Linked DNA regions of Mus musculus: region 1 is linked to region 2. The links are chromatin contacts, called in public Hi-C maps. All regions are on one chromosome and are shown on one strand. The core of a region is the stretch at or near the end of the contact, and the rest is flanking DNA. Distances in the headings are between cores, read along the strand shown.

Evidence for each region. A called contact is a pair of places that touch in the nucleus more often than the background predicts.
Region 1: a Hi-C map of B cells shows a contact between it and region 2, with 2.0 times the contacts expected there. The contact joins the promoter of Gsg1l here to the enhancer-like site in region 2. A contact is called at or near these places in 3 of 39 promoter capture datasets (the C10 cell line, the HPC-7 cell line and pre-B cells) and 1 of 484 Hi-C or Micro-C datasets (B cells).

Annotation. Positions count from the first base shown.
Region 1 is chr7:126,080,875-126,084,201 of GRCm38.p6, forward strand. Gsg1l (GSG1-like) reads right to left here and starts at 1,537. Exons shown (of 7, transcript NM_001101488.1): 1 at 986-1,537. The coding sequence starts at 1,304.
Region 2 is chr7:125,421,166-125,424,560 of GRCm38.p6, forward strand. The region is part of intron 1 of Gm30717 (a long non-coding RNA gene); the gene reads right to left. Among named protein-coding and RNA genes, the nearest start is that of Gm30717, 6.0 kb to the right of the region's middle. Within about 2 kb of position 1,991, at least 33 of the 459 cell types and tissues checked have an H3K27ac peak or open chromatin away from gene starts, as enhancers often do. A contact at or near this core is called in B cells and the HPC-7 cell line, where this site is marked.

The DNA.
Region 1 (3,327 bases), core at 287-2,786, 660 kb after region 2:
CCCCCAGGGCAGGGCCTCCCAGATCTCAGGAACTGCTGCCTGCAGTTGGAGGAGGACCCATGGTCATCCCTTCTCATTCTTTGGGCTGTCGTGTATGAAGGTCTATGGAGACCTGAGCCTGGAGGGGGCACATGTCTACCGTGCTCCGTGGCTGCTGTGGTGTGGGAGGATCAGGCTTGTGGAAGCAAGAAGTTTTAGACAGGAGGCTTTTAGACTATGCTGAGTGTGAGGAAGATACAGCTACATAAAGGGGGAGACGGCGCTTCCAAAGGGATCCTGCCAGAACAGTGGCTTACTACCCGAAAGCTGTGGGTTGAATCCATAGCCAGTACCACCCACCATATGGCACAGTCCCCTATCAGGCAGAGGTCCCCTGAGTGCTCCAGACTTGCTATCTTTTGGGGGTATTCACTTCAGCCCCATATGTCTGGGTGAGGGGACAGAAGTGTCGGTCTACTTTCTGAAAAGCCTGCCCCCTCCCCAGTTCTGAAAGAGACTTGTGCTAAGCCAGGATCCCTCAGCTCCAGTGCCTAAGTTGCCTGTTTTCCCGCCTGCCTCCCTTCTCTCCCTCCCTCCCACACCATCCACTCCCGCATCCACTCCTGGGAGGGCTCCAGGATACCCCGGCTAGTGGAAGGACATAAGGGTGCTCATCAGACTCCTCTATCCCCTGCTTTCTCCAGCCCTATCGTAGACGTTTAGCGCAGCTTGAGAGTAGCAGAACCGTTGGGTTCCTGGCCCCGGAGATCTGCGGTGGGAAGGGTTGCCTACAGCAAAGGTCCCCGGCCCCCACTATCACCTCCCGAGCTGAGACGGGCGGATGGGAGCAAGGAGGGGTACACGGGGAAATGACTTCAGGCCGAAGAGGGACCGCACGCACTGGAACTCGCAGCCAGGGTGCGCGCGCGGGGGACCGGGACGCGCCACCTCCCCGGTCCGGGACCAGCGGGCGCGCGTCCCCGGGGAGCCCCGCGCCAGCACTCACCCGGGCCACCGAGCTCTTCCTCACACGAGTACCAGATGCCAGTGTGGAAACGGCGCAGCTGGAAGCGCTCGTCGCCCGCCTCCCAGCTGTAGGGCGCGCCGGCCGGGCTCGCGGCGACGGGGGCGGCTGTGCTGTTGGCCGTGGCGTTGGCGCCCGAGTTGGGGCAGTTGGCGCCGCCGCCCTGGCCGCAGCCAGGCTTGGGCACCCGTTGCGTGCCCTGGCACCAGTACGTGGTGAGGAAGGCGGTGGTGGCGAAGAGCAGCGCCAGCAGGTTCAAGGCCACGGCCAGGAGCGCTCGGCCGCGGCGGCTCGTCTTCATGCCGCCCGCGCCGCCCGCAGCTCCGCGCGAAGTTGGCAGCGGTGCCCGCGTCAGCGCCCGCCCCGGGGCTCAGGTGCCTGCGGTCGGCGACGGTGTTCGCGGCGCAGGCCCATGGCCCACGGCGGGGACGCGGGGCGACGAGGACGCGGGGCGACTGGGGCCGCAGAGTGGAGCCGACCAGCGCGCCCGGAGCCCGGAGCGCGAGTGCGCTTCGGCGAGCAGCCGCGGGCGCCTGGCAGCGGCCACGGCGCAGGGACGCGCGCCCCTCCGTGGGGAGACACCTGCAGGCGGCCGGCGACACTGTTCAGCGCCCGCCCGCGCGCGGAGAGGGGGCGCGCCACGCTGGGCGCGGGCGGGGGACAGATCCGCGCGGGAGTGGAGAGGGACAAGTGAGAGATCCCAGGCAAGACGCTCCCAAAGGAGCCTCACTCAAGGCAGGAGAAGACCTCTCACCCAGACCCACACAGCCCTGCCAGATAAGTGACAAGGCAGCTTCTGTGGGTCTTTAGACTGTCAGGGGCCTCTGCAAAGGCTGCAAGACCCATCTGGAGCTTAGGAAGGGATGGGGATGCAGAGCCTCAGCGTTTGAAAGGCTTGTCCCTGCTCACCCTTGCTATCTGAGACCAATTCCTATCCACAGGCTCTCTGTCACCACACAGGAGGGCAGAGAGCTTGCAAAGAGGCAGCCTGCACAAGGAAGCGAGCATAGGATGTGACAAACAGGGCTTCTCCACCCAGGCTATCCACACCAGAGACCCAGAACATGACTCAAGAGGCCACAAAAAGAACAGCAAGTCGTGGTCGCCAAAAGGTGGTGTCCTGCAGGTCTGCGAATGCTGAATGCTTAAGACTGGCCGGGCAGGGTTGGTTAACCATCCTGACTTTGCAGTCAGTTAAATCCAGGACTCGACCAGCTGTGTGACTTTGAACAAGACACTTGCTCTCTCTGACCCTCGATTTCTGTATCTATAAAAAGGAAAGAATGTGTTCCAGAGCCAGAGGTGGGGAAGGCATCTGGCACACAGTAGGCACTCAGTAAATGCTGACACTATTAGGAATATCTGGGCCAAGGAGTTGACGAAACTCAGACCTTTTTAGCATCTCTTTCTCAAACTAGGATTGCTCATCTGTGAGCACCCCCAACCCCACCTCTGCTCTAAGATGAAGCTACACCCTTCACTCTTCCCACTGCATGGGGCACAGTGCCTGGATGCCCAGGGTGTGCAACCATTAATTGCACATTGATTGCAGGAGCTAATTTGAATTCTGCCCAAGCCAAGAATGACTCCAGCCACCCCCAGCTTGCCGAGTGGCAGGCTTTGCAGAATTCAAGGTTAACAGATTACGAATTGCCTTACTCCTGTGGGTGAGCCCCACTCACTGCCAGCTGCTGCCACTCTGCCTGGGGGCAGGAGAGACTAAAGCAATGCTGGTGTGAGGACAGCCAGGGGAGCCCTGCACTTGCTTATCAGAGCTTCTTTCTGGCCCCAAACAAGGAGTTTCTAACTATTTTCAGGAGAACTTCTGGATTGCAATGGTGCATTCGAGTATTGGTTAATGTGAATGAACGACCACAAGGAATCTGCTGCCCTCAACAGGCATGCAATATGTATCATCTGAGCCTGTCCACGTTTAAATGCAGCCCTGGGGTGTGCACTGACGTGACACTTCCTTGGCCTTGAGACTCAGTTAGTATTCATGTGGCAAGGCACGTTTCTTTCAAGCTGGGAACCCTGTTCTGGGGCGGGAAGCGGGGAGGAGTTCAAAGCAAGGAGAGCCCAGAGGAAAAGTCTCAGGGACTACTCTTCTTAAGTAACACCCAGAGGAAGCAGAGACCCGCTGTGATATCCTGTCAGGGGTACCCAACCACCTGCTCACTGAGCAGCCACTGTATGCTCAGCTCAGGAAAGAAGAGAGAACATGAGTGACATTAATAAGACCAGCACAGGCTGCCTGTGCAGGGGTGAAGGGCAGGGAGGGGTAGATGTGGGCGGAGCTTGGAGGAAGGTGTCATAGGAAGGTG
Region 2 (3,395 bases), core at 741-3,240:
GGGCCTATGGCAGTGCTGAAGCCATGGGCCTATGGCAGTGCTGAAGCTAGCCCCAACCACCCAACCTCAGCAGACCAACAGCAGGTGACAGTAAATAGGAAAGAAAATGGCCACACTGGGGAGAGGGACTAAAACAATAACAAGATCAGGTCACCTCCTAAGTTCATCTTCCAGGTTCAAAGGGAAGGCAGGAGGTATACATGGCTAACAGTCCTCGCCAGGGTGGGGTCACCCATCACAGACCATCAGTGTCCAGGCTCCAGGCTCTCCTGCAAGTGAGAGTTAGGTGGCCTAACAAGTTTGTCAGAACTGTGTGGACTCTCTTCCGGATAGAGACTGAGGCCTCTATCAACTTCAGCCTTTTCCTTTCCAGGTGGTGAGATTCCTGAGGAAATGCCAGTTTCTTGGATACATTGTCTCAAAAGACAACAGGAAGGCCACGAGAATCTCTTCAAAATGTAGCTCCTCCTGCCAATCTCTTCACATTTCTAAATCAAATAACACCCTTATCAGTGCAGCCACCATGGCTCCCCGCATCAGTGTAGCCATCAGTGTAGCCACCGTGGCTCCCAGAGTCCCTCCTCTCCTCTCTGTGATCTTATGGACACTCCAGGATTTGGTTTCAGTCCATGGGGCTACCATTCTCCCATTCCTTATTTGAAGCTATAAGGTAGAACCTAAAAGAGACTTTTGTCCTTCTTGCCTACAATCCAAGGCTCTTTCTGTCACTACTGGCTGTGAGGCCTGGAGGAAGTTGCTAAGTTTCTCTGTGCTTCAATGTCTTTATCTGTTAAACGGGGGGGGGGGGGGGGGGGGGGGATGAGACCTATGGGTGGGTGTGTTAAACTAGGGAGAGCTGTGCCTGGCACTCAGCAAGTTGCTGGTCAGTGCTTGCCAACAAGGTCACCACGGTCTATAATGTCCATCAGCACCTGCCCTTGGGAAGATGACAGGCAGTCCCAAGGTTCCTCTGCATGGTTGCAGGCCTGTTTCAGGTTCAATGGACTACAACCCAAGCTTCAAGGACAATGAGTCTATTCCTGCTGACATCTAAGAAGGCCCTTTTGCAAAAAAAACCATAGCTGTGTCTTTGTCTTGTCCAGCTATATCCCCCCTCTGTGGTGCTCTGATGTGAGTGTCCTTGATCCCTAGGCTTTTGTTTGGTCCCTGGTAACGCTGTCTTGGGAGAGGCTGAGTATTTTAGGAGGTGAAATGCTGGGTATTTTAGGAGGTGAAATGCGGGGCAGGGTAGGGTGGGGACCCTCGGTGAGCACAGGCCCTTCTGCCCTATACTTCCTGCCTGTAGTGCCATGAAGAATGGCCACCACCACACATTCCACCACTGTGATGTTCTGGCTGAGCACAAAATGCCCAACGACCAAACACCGTGAAACCATGATTCAAAGCTGACCCTCCCTCTTGGATGTCGAATCTATAACATATATTGTTCCAGCAACAAGTAACTAGACCCTCCCCAAAGCTCACACATCCAGCGGCCTTACTAGTATTACTATACAAAATTTAATTTAAAGAGAAACGTCCAGAGCCTGGCAGTGTTTCGTTCTCTTTGCAGACTCCCACACTATGCTGCTGTACTGTCCATCTCTATGCTGCTGGTGGCTGCCATGGAGTCTGCACTCAGCATCTCACTACTGTGGAGTGGATAGGTGTGGCTTCTTTCCAAGGAGAGAACTGGGAAGCAAGGAAGGCACTGCCCAGCCTGTGGGTTTAAGGAGGCCCTTGCTCTCAGTTCTGTAGGTGCATAGGGTCACTACTGAGCAGAAGGACCTCTTAAAGGGCCGTATCCTGAATATCTTCCCTCTTCTCTTCCTATTCCTGGTCCTGCTTTCTCACCAGACTTTCTGTCAGATCCCAACATATCTGAATCCTCTTAGAATTTGCTGGGCCGACGTTTGCCTGACTGCCTAATAGAATAATAGTGTAACAGGAAACATTTCCTTCAACCTAACCTCCTGCTAAGCACATGGTCATGTGACTTCCCATTTTACAACTTCTGAGGTATAGAGAGGTTAAGGGGCTGGCCCAAAGTCACACAGCAAGAAAGTAACAGATTTGAACCTGTCATCCCACTCCCTCTGTCAAGCCCTTCCAGGAAAAGTGCTGCCTGGCTGTAAGAGTCACAGGAAATGGGAACTGCAGTCACTAGATTAATAACTCACTAGTAGACCTCACGACCACTGAATCATCTTAGAACCTAGTTATCATTAGTAGCATCTGTGTCTGTTTTAATAATTTCATGATTGCTAAGAAAGACCTGGCCATCAAGCTGTCGCTCCAGGTCAGGTGACATGGCAGAGCTCATGTGACCCTCTGTACAACAGAATTAGATGGCATTATTGTTTTCTATTTTACAGGTGGGGAAACCAAGACACAGAAAGTGAAATAAGTTGCTCACGTCACACAGAGAAGCAGAGAGTAAATGAGAACTCAGTAAGGGGTAGAGATGTAGGAGGTTGGGAGGAGAGGACAGAACAGAGCTGACTACACACGCCCAACCCACCTACCAGGCTCTGGAAATGGATGAGACCCACTACCATTTGTGGTCAGGCGCTGACCCTGGCTCCTCTTTCCTCTCTGAATTCCATGAGAATAGCTGTTTTCCTCAGAATCCCTACCCACTCCCCCAGAGACAGCAGTCTTCCAACAATAAGAAGCAGATGTTCTCCTCTTTAGCTTTAAGCCAAGAGACAATTCATGAAGTTCCAAAAATCACGTAACATACCATAATAATCCCATGACATCACTCACACATAATAACTGTCAGGTCCCGACCCCCAGGATGGCAGTCCGGGCTCAGTTCCGGCTGCACCAGCACTCCTCTGAAACCGAGCAAAGTGGGTTTCTGTTTGCCAGGGAGAGCCATTGCTTTCTCTCTCTTACCTCTTTGCCAACCTCCTTAGGGTGCAGCTAGTTCTCTAGTCACCCCAACAAACCTCCAAAGACCAAAGCCTCCCCCCCCCTCACCGCTGCAGCATAACCCCTTTAACTGGCAGGGCTCCCACCATCCCCTGCCATCCTCTCTGCTCTTCTCCAGGACCAAGGTAACCAAAGACAGACACAAGATGTGGAAAGGAGGGAGGGAAGGGGATAGTCTCTCAGTGTCCCTGAGGCTGACTGAGGACAAGAGCAATGGGTAGGAGCTGGGTCCTGCAGCAGGGGCGGGGTGGGGCATGGACGGGCTCATATATTTGCAAGAGTGAAGCAATGATACCTGGAGTTCCCTGCAGTGTACAGTAGGTAAGAGGGACTATTGTTCATCTTTCTCATTGCTATGACCAAATACCCAACAGAAGCTGGTTATTGAAGGAAAAAGGATTTTTTTTTTTTTGGCTCATAGTTTCGGAGGGTTTGGACCATCATAGCAGAGAAGGTAC